3 separate regions of the Mus musculus genome follow, and regions 1 and 2 are each linked to region 3. The links are chromatin contacts, called in public HiChIP or PLAC-seq maps. All regions are on one chromosome and are shown on one strand. Each heading gives the region's core, a stretch centred on a gene start, on an enhancer-like site or on the middle of the called end of the contact. The rest is flanking DNA. Distances are from core to core; before and after follow the strand shown. Region 1 has its middle 26 kb from the start of Dab2ip. Region 2 overlaps Gm13605 (a long non-coding RNA gene). Region 3 overlaps Ggta1 (glycoprotein galactosyltransferase alpha 1, 3).

Region 1 (3,725 bases), core at 820-3,319, 160 kb before region 3:
ACTACAACTGATGAACACAGGGTGTCCCCCCTAAGTGACACAAGATTTGCAAAGTTCCCTTGGATCTGTTGAGGGAGATGGGGAACTGGTAACCTGAGAAGGGGCTGAAGCTAAGCTATCTGCCAGGGGCCACTAAGGTCAGGCTCAGAGATACAGGAGATGGTGCCCAAGGGAAAGTGGCTGGTTTGCAGGCCAGGACGGAGGGGAGGAAGGAGAGAGACTCCCTGGCTGAGGTGGAGCAGGAAGGGAGGGGAGGGGAACCTGCAAGAGGGGAGCTGTCCAGAAGAGAGGAAGTGGTCTGCAGGGGGAGCTTCCCAGTTGTCCATGGTCACTTGTCATGTTGGTCATGTTTTACCTGACTTCAGAGGGATCAGCAGAAGGGAATTAGAAACAAGAGTGGGAGGAGTCTGGGTTCAGAGACTCTGGCACCCTGGGTGTGAACGGACCTTCCAGATGAGGGCTGGAGAATAAGAAGAGAGCACCAGAGTAGGCCCTCTGTGTGAGGAGATAGAGCCGACAGGTGTCTGAGAGGCTAATGGGAGCAGTGGCTCCAAAAGCAAGAAGCACCAGGAGCCATGTGGGTACTCAGCCTGCAGAGGCTGCCTAGCAAAAATGGCGGATACCACGAAGGTGGTAGTAAGGACCTGAGACATATTAGCCAGCTACAGATGCGTCCAAGAAGCCAAGAGGCTGCTACTGTCATCCCATCTTACAGATGGGCAAGTCAGCAAAGAGCATCAAACTCAGCTGAGCCCACAGACCCATTTAAACACCTTGGAATGGTGCTGCGGGTGGGGAAGGGTGGCCAGCGTTTGCTACCTGGTCTGTTAGGTCTCCTAGGGGGCAGAGGTGACCAGGCAGAGAGTGACAGCCAGGCCTCCAGCTGGGCAGGGTAGGAGGGAGGGGAGTCTGGCCCAGGATCCAGCAACTTCCTCTAGCAGCTGGCCCAAGAAGCCAAAATAGGAGCCTGCCATCTGAGCAGAAGGGTCTGGAAGGCTGCGACGAAGGGTGGGCGGGAAGGACCTTTAGTTTTTGTTCAAAACAATGACCAGCCAAAGGATTTGGTGTCTACAATATTTGACTGTGCTAAATTTGGCACACAGGGTGGGGCAGGCACAGTACATAGAGCCCTGCTAACTTTGATTTCACATTCTGGTCCCCTGTTTAGCTCCTTCTAGCTGCACTCCTACACAACAGGGACCTGTCATGGGAGAAAATCAAGTTACTTCAAACCCACAAAGGTTTAGAGGTCAATAAGATAACCATCCATTATCCTATTAGGACTTCACACCTAAGCCAGAAAAGGCTCAGTTTAAAATCAAGGAATTTAATCACTATTTCAGAAACCAAGGATGAATTACCAGAGCTCATAAAGTCATGACCAAGACCACCATGCCACAGGCTACCCAAATGTAAAGACGGGTCAATTCTTAGCAAACCCTTGCTAAGAAAAAGAGAAAGGGGAAACAAACAAACTAACAACAACAACAAAAATGCCTCAGTTTCTTGCAAAAGCGTGGCCTTGTGTGATCCAGCAGGAAAGTCTGTAGATCTGAGCCACAATAGCATCAGCATTTAGTAGACACTCAGTGGACACAAGCTGGCGGTGTCATCCCAGACAGCACCTCTGTCCTGTCACAGCCTGAGGACTCAGAGGTACCCCTGGCCTCCTCAGAATGGCAGGGCCACTCCTTTGGGAAGCCATCCACCATCAGTTAGCACTGAGGGTCATTTCTCTCTCTTTACAAACAGAGCCCACTGTATAAGCCCTGATGGGATAAAGCTCACTACACAAACTGAGCTGGGCTTGAACTTGCAGTGATCCTCCTGCCTCTGCCTCCCAAGTGCCAGGAATATGGGCACGCACCATCCTGCCAGGCAGATTATTTCCTGAATCTGGAGAAAGACAGGATTTGGTCAGTGGGCTTCCGGGCACCGATGGTTAGACTCAGAATCGGTCTACATTATTTAGTTTTGACTCAACTGTTTTCAGCCCTTACAAGCACGTCCCCACCCCCTGGTGCTGGGGGTGGAGTTCAGGTCTCTGGCACGCTGTTAGTAAACACCTTTCCCCACTGAGCTGCATTCCTGAGCCTGCTTAAAAGCACTTGTAAGATAGCACAGTTCAGACAGGACTCAGCTAGATGCACCCACAACCAAAAACAAAACAAAACAAAACAAAAGGCCTCTGCCAGAGCAGCAAGTGCTCTTAACTACTAAGCCATTGCTCCAACTCCAGATCTAATCACTATTCTGAATGTGTTTCTGGGCCTCCTGTATTTGTCCCCTTCCTGCTAGGTTTGGTACCTTCCCTCCCCAGCTTAATGGAGAAACAGAGCTGGGAGAAGGTGAAAGCAAGATGAGAGAGGCAGTGAGGCAGTGAAGCAGTGAGGCAGGCAGGCAGGCAGGCAGGCAGGCAGGCAGACAGACAGACAGACAGACAGACAGACAGGTGGACGCTGACAAGTCTGGCCAGCTGATCTGAGGGAGGCTTTGGTCTCTAGTGGCAGAAGGCCCTCGTGGACCCCCATGCAAGCACTGAGTTGGACAGCTGAACTGAGTAGTGTCTCAGGGCAACAAAGATTCCCAAGTTCCCAGGGGTCTCTGTGGGTTCAGGAATATCAGTCCAGAAGCTGAATAGACACATACTCAGGTGACTGGGCATGGTGCCAACTTCAGTTGAGAGTCACACAGAGCCAGAGAAACTGCCCCTCCCCAAGCACTGAAGATTACAGGGGCCCTACATCAGGAAACCCAAAGGACTCTTCTGTGCTACAAAAAGGATCCACTTCCTCATGAAAAAAGTAGAGGTGTCCAGCTGGGCATAGTGGCCAACTCCATTAATCCCAGCCCTCAGAAAGCAGAGGCAGGAAGATCTCTGTGCGTTCAAGGCCAGCCTAGTTTACAGAGTGAGTTCCAGAACAGCCACGGCTCTGTAGAGGGACCCTGTCTAAAAAGCAAAAGCAAACAAAAGGGTAGGTATTCCAATGCCATGTCATGCCCAGGCCACAGCCCATGAACAGTCTCTAAGCCACATAAGGGAGGATGCTCTCTGTGAGAAGGAACAGGACCTGTGGGCCTGGGAGCTCCTTTTCCTCAGTGAGCAAGACAGGGAGAAAGAAGAAGACCTCTACAGGAGTCCTTCATGGGACCTTGAGAGGACAGAGTGAGGAGTTTCCACCCCAGCTCTGCCTCCCACATCCGTAACAGCAGTGAAAGCAGGGGTATTCGCTGGGGACAGACTGGAGGGGAACTGCACCCTCCGGCCCTGGCAGAGCTCTCCACTGGCATCAAGCCCTGCACAGCCCCTGTGGAGTCAGATGTACTGGTCAGCCCTCCCCTTCCAAGGAACTGCCATGCCTCCAGCCACAGGTCCAAGGCCAGCGTGTGGGTCTGCCCAGGAACTGAGGTCAGGTTCCCTCCGGAAAGATGCTTTCCTTAAGGCTCTCCTCCCAGGCCTCCTGGGAGACAGATGGAGAGGGCCAAGGCCAGGGTCAGGCCAGAGCCAGTGCCCAGCAGGGATGATCCTGAAGCCCATGGGAGATGACAAGCTGCCTTTCACTCATTGCCCACAGGTGACCTGCCCAGGTCTGCGTAAGAGAGCGCTGTGCAGCCCACATATGAATTCCAGGTCTAAAACAAAACACATTATCCATGGTCTCCATTCTGGCCCCTCTCTCAGCAACTATCAGCAGCAACGCCTTTACCAAGAATGGCTTGCCAGG
Region 2 (3,824 bases), core at 143-2,642, 200 kb after region 3:
TGTTGTTTATTTTTCTCAATATGTATGCATGCGTGCACATATGTGCATGTATGTGCACCATATACATGCAAGTGTCTGACATAATCAGAAGAGGGTATCGGTGTGAGCTGCCTGGTATAGGTGCTAGGAACCGAACCTGAGTCCTCTGCAAGAGCAGTCAGTGCTCTTAACCACTGAGCCACCTCTCCAGCCCAACTGTATTTTACCGTATATAAGTAAAGCCTACCTGTAAAAACAAACAAACAAACAAACAAAGGCACATTCCTATAACCCCAGCCACTTAAAAGGGTGAGAAAACCATGGGGTTCAAAAGTTTGAGGCCAGCCTTGCGACTTAGAGAGACTTAGTTTCAGAGTTAGGGAAAAGGGGGAATGTGGAAGAGGGGAGATGGATGTCCGCACAGCCGCTCAGAGCCGTATGGTAGAGTACTAATTTAATATGAGGCCATGGGCTCAGACTCTAGTACCACCAAAAATGGAAAAAAGAAAGAAAGAGAGGGAGAGCAGAGAGGGGGAGAGAGGGTAAGAAAGGGGAAGGAGGGAAGGGAGGGAGAAACAGAAAGGGGAGGGGACAGAAAGGGGGGAGGGAAGAGGAAACACAGGAGTCTTAGTCAGGCTTTCTATTCCTGCACAAACATCATGACCAAGAAACAGCTGGGGAGGAAAGGGTTTATTCAGCTTATACTTTCCATATTGCTGTTGATCACCAAAGGAAGTCAGGACTGGAACTCAAGCAGGTCAGGAAGCAGGAGCTGATGCAGAGGCCATGGAGGGATGTTCTTTACTGGCTTGCTCAGCCTGCTCTCTTATAGAACCAAGACTACCAGCCCAGAGATGGCCCCACCCACAAGGGGCCTTTCACCCTTGATCACTAATTGAGAAAACGCCTTACAGTTGGATCTCATGGAGGCATTTCCCCAACTGAAGCTCCTTTCTCTGTGATAACTCCAGCCTGTGTCAAGTTGACACACAAAACTAGCCAGTCCAACAGGTACCTTGCTAATTAGTGCCCAAATCCTCTTCTTATCCTAATTAGCAGTCAATACAGATTCCTAAATCCTAGTTCTTAGAATCCATATTACCTAATAAACCCAAAGGGAATATTGCTGGTATGATTTAAGAATGTCAACATGGAAGGGTGTCCTGTAATTGCAGTCTACCCACCCCACCCCCACCCACCTCCACCCCCCTCCACCCCCACCGCGGCGGGATTACAGGTATCCTTAGAAACGGGGGGTGGGGGAGGGGGCAGAGGGAGATTTTATGAAGGAGAAAGCAGTGTGAGGACAGAGCAGAAACATTTGAAGAGTCAGAATTGCCAGACTCGGAGCTAGACAGAGGAAGGAGCCACGTGCTGAGAAATGTTACAAGAGGAATGCTACAAACCACAAAACTTGAAAAATGCATTCCGTTGCTAACCTATCAGAGGGAACACAGACTGGCCAGACTTGAATCATCTGTGTTGTTTTAAACCAAGTTTGTCGGGATTTGTTATGTGTAATAACAAGGGAGTGTACCTTTCCTCTGAAGGAACTGTGCTTTTTAAGGCTAGGCATGATGGGGTCCATGCCTGTAACCCCAGCACTAAGGAGAATCCTCGGGTCAGGGCTAACGTGGGCTTCATGGTGAGTTCAAAGTCAGAGACTCTACCTTTCAAAAGAGAGGTCAACAAAAATGAACAGATACACAGCTTGTCTGTCTTTATTAATTTTTGACTGAATCTCACTACGGAGCCCCGGGTGGCTGGCTCAGCCTCGCCTCTGGATTTAAAGATGGTCACAGCGGTGCCTGCTATTTCTAAGAATGAAGAAAAATTTCCCTTTGAATCCTCCTATCTCAGGTGCCCATTCCTAAACCAAGCACTTTTAAGAGTGATCAGGATTTCTTGCCCTTGTAGAAACCAGACCGTTCTGTCCCGAGCCTCCCAGCCCCAGACCATGAACTGTATCAGGATTATAAGAAGGAAAAAAGGCCCACTTTGAGGCTGGTGATCAACAGCACCTACCTCAAAAGTTATTTTCAGGGAAAAAAAAAATTCTCAATTTAACAAATGTTTTATATGAGTAGAAAAACAACTAAGGGGAGCTGTCAGCTCCAGTTCTCAGATCGGCCTCCTTCTTGAGCTCTCACACAGGAGAGATAGCCCGGCTGAATGCTTGAGTCACCACCATTAAGTGGGGCCCGGGACACAAAGCCATCTTCCAGATAGCCATCCCACTTGCAAGAAAGCACAACCATACAGCGTGTACTATTCATCCTTTAGAGACCTAGTGAAGTTCAGAAACCCTGAAATTCAGGTTAGCCGAAGAATCAATGAATCTTAAGTATTAGGAATTCATCTCGACAGAAGAAAGGACGGGATCCTCCCGAGGGGCTCAGCAAGCAAGAGAGAAAGCAAAACCCGGTGGCTTTCAAACCGGCTGTCATCTGGCCGTCCGCTCAAGCAGATGAAGCAAAGGTTTGTCTTTCCTGCGTTAGCCGGTTCTCTCTGACACATTATCCTACAGTTTCAGAACTGCAAAAGCCCCGAGAGTACTAATAATGCTAATTGCCGTAGATAATAATTTAAGTGGTCATTTACTGAGCATTTACTAGGATCTAGACACTGTGTGCTATCACATTTAGTCTTAAGTCTTCTCAGTGAGGTGCGTGCCAGCACCAGGCATACCTGACAGGTGCTGACACCTAAGGAAAGAGAGGGGCGAGATCTCCAAGGTACTGCTCAACGGACAGTTTGTTTATGTGGGAAAGGCTTTCTTCCTCTGAAAACTCATTAGAAAGAAATGTCATTTTACTATCTCAGGGTTTTCACTCTTTATCCTTACTGCCTCTGAGGAGATTTTTTTTCTATTTATTTGTTTGTTTGGGGTTCTATCCCAGGTCCCTGCACATGCTAAACACACGCTCTTGCCCTGAGCCCACCTTAGCACTCACAGTGGCTCTGTCTCTCCTACAAAGAGAGGCAGAGAAGGAAGCAGACATGAGAACTGAAGCCGACAGCTCCCCTTAAATGTTTACTTATATAAAACATTTCTTAAATTGAGAAACTGCTTTTTCCCTGCAAATAACTTTTGAGGTAGGTGCTGTTGATCGTCAGCTCCAAAGTGGGCCTTTCTTCCTTCTTACAATGCTGATACAATTCACTGTCTGAAGCTGGGAGGCTCCAGACAGAACGGTCCTGATTCTGAAAGGGCAAGGACGCCTGTTTACACTTATAAGTGGTTGGTTTAGAAGTTAACTTGAATAATACTTTTGTTTCTGTTTGCTTTTTCTCTAATTGATTTGTTTTTATCATCAGCAGCAGCATCTCCGGTGGCTTGCTAAGTGGCAGAACTTCTTGTTTCCCCCAGCTTTTCAGTTGACTCCAGTTTTGTGGAGAGAATGAAAGCCACCTGTGGATACTGAGCAGCGGAGAGAAGCCGGCTTCCATGTGCTGCTGAGTGTTCCCAGAGCTCTGCGTTTTCCAGATGACTGAATGAGTCCTTTGTTTTTAGAGATATTTAGAGACACAGGTGCCTAACATGGAAGTCCTTTGCAAATGAGTTTCTATGAGCAGCCATCATCTAGAAGCTTTTGTTCAACCCCTCCTGATTCAAAAAATATTTGGTGGCATTGTTTCCAATCACCCTTCTCAAGAAGGACCTGACCCTCCCCCACTCCATCAGATCCTAAGAAGATTATCATTGATTGTCATTGATTCCACTTCCATGCCCCAAAGAGGCCCTGGTTCCACCATAGGCCAACCTGGCAAAGATGTGTGTCTTGAGGGTCAACAATGGCTAGAAGGTGCTTGCCACCAAGCCTGATGGCGGGGAGTCAATCCCT
Region 3 (4,028 bases), core at 1,385-3,884:
CAGCTGACCTGGGGAGCATCCCTTGGAGGCCCCCAGGGAGGAAGGGCAGTTCTGGGATGCATCGGGGGAGTATCCTAACTGGGTGGGCTGACTCTCAGAGCATCTCCCTTTATGAAGGCCATGTGGAGGGCAGAAGTGAGGGTTCTCTGAGTTAAAGGAGGGAAGCTGCTTCCTGTGTTCTGGAGTGTGGGAGAGTTGGGATCGGCAGGAGGCCCCATGGGGAGCTGGTAATGGCTCAGTTGATGAGGAGTTTGAGGAGCATGCTCAGAGCCCTGTGTTCCATCTCCAGCACTGCAAACATTTAGAGGCCCCACTACCCTGAGGCCAGTCCCTTCCCCAGTGGCCTCCCTCCCATGGAAGACCTTAGTTGCACCCTCCCAAGGAGTTCAGTCCCAATGAGGAATCCAGGAGATGGAAGAGGCAGGGTCTACCCATGATCCTGGGACCCTAGAGAGTGAGGTGGGCAGGGTGGGGGTTGGGGAGATGGTGTCAGAGTATATCAAGCTTCCACAGGGAGCTTTCTGGAATTTTCCATCCTTAACAATACACATGGAAAAAGCCTGTTAATGAGGCCCACTTGTGTGTTCTAATCAAGCAGACAGGTCTGTGTAACCACCATCCAGACCAGAGCTTGCCACCCCTAAGGAGCCTGCCGTCCCCTCTTGTAACACCATAAGTTAATTTTACTTGTGTAGGACTTTAAGTTGAAGCATATAGCTGATACCCCCTCCCCCACCTTTAAAAAGACAAGGTTGCATGTATCCCAGGTTGGCTCCAAGCTCTCTGTGTACTTAGGCCTGGCCTTGGAACCCTGTCCACCCCTCCCAAGTGTTAGACAGATAGGCCCTGTCATGACATGCCTGACTTAAGAATGTGTCCTCTGGATCAGTCTCCTTTTGCTGAGTACTGAGTGCTGAGGTCCCCTTGTTGATGTGACCTGGCTGCAGCTTGCTGGTTCTCATCGCTACAGAAAGGTTGCCATTGTGGCAATTGGTGGCAACTTCCCGCTTCTGTTGGGTCTTGGTCCAGTGTGGGATGTAGCTGATGCTCATCACTTGGAAATAGACTTGAGAGAATGACTTTGTCTCAGGAATGTGCCCTGTGGGTTGAATGGATGCCATCAGAGAGGATTTCAGCAAGCTATTAGGAAGAACTTCCAGTCCCTGAAGGTTATGGTCAGCTGGCTCCTGCTCTCAGAGGAGGAAGCCGTGAAACTTCCTTCTGAGAACAGGAGGAAGAGGCTCAATTCCAGGCTGCGTGACCTGGGGCCAGGCCTTGACTCCTTCCTGTCTGGCATTGGCCCCTTCCCTGTCGTCTAGGGTTCCCAGACTTCCCGGCAGTGTCCCAGTCACTTGGGGAGGGAATGGGACAGGGGGCCCTGAGTACCATCTCCCTGCTTGAGCCAATGTGTGCCATAGACAGCATTGCCTCTGAGAACAATAGGCTTTTGGAAAAGCACAGCCGATCGCAGGGCGCTTCTGTGCACACAGTGTGCAGGCCTAGTGTGCACACAGCCTGAGTTCCATCCCTCATATCACATAACTGGTTATGGCGCATACCCATCATCTTAGGACTGTTGGGGAGGCAAGATCAGAAGCCCTAGGTTGTCGTTGGCTACACAGTGAGTTCATAGGCTGCTAGGGATCCTATCTCAAAAAGGAAAACAAACAAACAAACAAAGGGTGGGCAGGGTTAAGCCTTGTCCCTCAGGAGCAGGTATGGGTTTCTGAGGCTGTCCCAAGTGCATATGGTAAAGGCTTCTCTATGGAGATTTACACCATTTTCTAAAGTGCAGTGTTCCACATAACTGTGTGGCTTCCAGAGCCAGGCTGTGGAGGAAGAGCTTATCTCAGAACCACATTTTGGCGTCCCATCAAAGTGCCTTGTCCGCTCACCTGCCTCTGCCCCAGGCTGTGTCATACGCATCTCCGGGGAGGCATCACTTGAGAATGAGTGCATCTCACAGGGCTCCCAGTTTTCCCTGGGACTGGGTGATGTGGAGGGTGGTGGCCTCATCGCTTGTGACTCCTGGCCTGGTTTGGTCCTGCAGTTTTTCCTCTGGGTGAGGAAGTCAGAGGACCAACCCAGAGCCCTGATTCTGCCTTGCTGCGTAGACCTGAATCAACAGCCCTGATAAACAGCCCATTTCCCGGGGCTGAGGGAACAAAGCCTGTGGCTGCTGCCGAGGGATCTGTCTGCCCACCCCACCCCTCCTCTTCCTGAAACAGCTGTTTATTCTTTTGACAGGAGTTGGAACCCTGTACCTTCCTTTCCTCTGCTGAGCCCTGCCTCCTTAGGCAGGCCAGAGCTCGACAGAACTCGGTTGCTTTGCTGTTTGCTTTGGAGGGAACACAGCTGACGATGAGGTATGTTTAAAGGATTTGTGTCTCCCAGCCTTGGGTCACTGCGAGCTACTGTTAGGTCACCAAATGGTTCCACCTGAGGGAGGACCCTTGCTCTCTTCCGAAGCTTTCCTTGGTCCCTTCTGTGATTTGTTGTCCTTTCCCTTTTGTTTCTGAAACAGGGGCTGGTGGAATGCTGGCTGGGGACTTTGGTATTCTGCTTCTCTTGGCAGCCCCCGGGGCTATGCCAGTCAAGGCTGCAGCCTGGAGTTCTCTGTGTGGGGTTTGGGTTGGCGGGGCTGAGTCTTGGGCAGGGCGCGGTGGGAGGGTGCTGAGTCTTCTCTGCTCTGGGCTGTCTCGTACATGTCCGTTGGCTGGCTGTTCCTGGGAGGTATCACTTGAGATTGATTGCATTCCACATGACACTGCTCCCAGGGACAGCCCGGCACTCCCCTAGCAGCTCTGCTGTAGAAAATGCTTTGATGGTGGTTCCTGGGGGCAGCCAGGAAAAACTGTAGTTGGATCCTAACGTTAGACTTCCTAAAGGAGACTGAAGTAGAGGTGGTGAGGCAGGTGTACTTCAGAACAGGTTGTACTGCCCATGGTGGTGTGTGATGGCTGTGTCTGTAGATTTAGTCAGAGTCCTGGCTCTCACTTTCCTGTATCTGTGTTTATTCTGACCCTAATAGTATTAATATTTTCTCTGTGTGTGTGTACATATGTGTACTTATGGGCATAGAGGCCAGAAGAGGGCATTGGATCCCTGGGGCTGGCACTATAGGTAGTTAAGAGCCACTTGGTGTGGGTTTTAGGAACCAAGCTGTAGTCTCTCTGTAGAAGCAGAAAGCCTTCTTCCCACTGAGCCATCTCTCCAGCCCCAACTCCGATTCCAACCTTCTTAATGAAAACATGACTGAAAGCTAGTTTTTCTTTCTTTTTCCCCATCCATTGTATCATGTTTCTCCCCATGGGGAATTTTATAATAAAATGGTCTCCCCTTATTCCAACACTGCCCCACTGCCCAAAACGAGACCTAGAGGTAGACACTGTGACCTAAGATCATTGCTTCTGAACATGTTCAGCAACCTCGTGCCAGCCACCTCTTCACTCAAGTGTGGTCTCGGCCAGAAAACAGAGCCATGGGCACCACGATGGCCATTGGTGAGTGTGAGGCGGATAGGACATACAAGTGAGGACAGTCAACACCAAGCACACCAGGAGATCCCTGCTAATGGCAGAAAAGTGATTGAGTCAGGCCCCCCAGTTCATCTGAGGAGAAGCTGACCCTACCTAGTGTTTGGGCTCTTTGGGGGTGGGGGTGGTGTGTGGGGAGGCAACAGTCACAACAACAAGGCAATCCTGAGTAGCACAAAGAGATCTGAGTCTTCCCATGATGGTTGGCAGGGCCTTCGGGGGCCAACTCCTGGGATGAAATCCCAGCCCCAGAGCTGTCTGCTGTGCACACAGGTAAGCTGATTAACCCGACGAGCCTGTTTCCATGTATGCACAAATGGGATTAATAGAGTTACATCCCAGGACCATTGTAGCGGAACTGAAAGACAGCTGGAGAATGCTTCAGCCTGGGCCTGGCTCAGGACGGAAGCAGGTATGGAGCTGACTTGATGGGGGACGGGGCACTTTAAGAAAAAGAATTTAAAGTCATAGATACAATATTCCCTAGGGAAG

What was found. HiChIP or PLAC-seq counts read pairs in DNA pulled down with a chosen protein or histone mark.
Region 1: an H3K27ac HiChIP or PLAC-seq map of extraembryonic endoderm stem cells shows a contact between it and region 3. The contact joins two enhancer-like sites. A contact is called at or near these places in 1 of 484 Hi-C or Micro-C datasets (nephron progenitors), 3 of 115 datasets of contacts at active chromatin or transcription factors (embryonic stem cells, extraembryonic endoderm stem cells and pancreatic cancer cells) and 2 of 9 other capture datasets (adipose tissue and pancreatic islet).
Region 2: an H3K27ac HiChIP or PLAC-seq map of trophoblast stem cells shows a contact between it and region 3, with 10 read pairs. The contact joins two enhancer-like sites. A contact is called at or near these places in 2 of 115 datasets of contacts at active chromatin or transcription factors (pancreatic cancer cells and trophoblast stem cells) and 1 of 9 other capture datasets (liver).

What each region holds. Positions count from the first base shown.
Region 1 is chr2:35,594,260-35,597,984 of GRCm38.p6, reverse strand. It overlaps a transcript of Dab2ip not described here. Among named protein-coding and RNA genes, the nearest start is that of Dab2ip, 26 kb to the left of the region's middle. Within about 2 kb of position 2,069, at least 26 of the 459 cell types and tissues checked have an H3K27ac peak or open chromatin away from gene starts, as enhancers often do. A contact at or near this core is called in extraembryonic endoderm stem cells and pancreatic cancer cells, where this site is marked.
Region 2 is chr2:35,227,964-35,231,787 of GRCm38.p6, reverse strand. The region is part of intron 2 of Gm13605 (a long non-coding RNA gene); the gene reads right to left. Among named protein-coding and RNA genes, the nearest start is that of Gm52553, 3.9 kb to the right of the region's middle. Within about 2 kb of position 1,392, at least 59 of the 459 cell types and tissues checked have an H3K27ac peak or open chromatin away from gene starts, as enhancers often do. A contact at or near this core is called in pancreatic cancer cells and trophoblast stem cells, where this site is marked.
Region 3 is chr2:35,430,852-35,434,879 of GRCm38.p6, reverse strand. Ggta1 (glycoprotein galactosyltransferase alpha 1, 3) reads left to right here. Exons shown (of 8, transcript NM_001145821.2): 2 at 2,248-2,366. Among named protein-coding and RNA genes, the nearest start is that of Ggta1, 29 kb to the left of the region's middle. Within about 2 kb of position 2,634, at least 96 of the 459 cell types and tissues checked have an H3K27ac peak or open chromatin away from gene starts, as enhancers often do. A contact at or near this core is called in extraembryonic endoderm stem cells, pancreatic cancer cells and trophoblast stem cells, where this site is marked.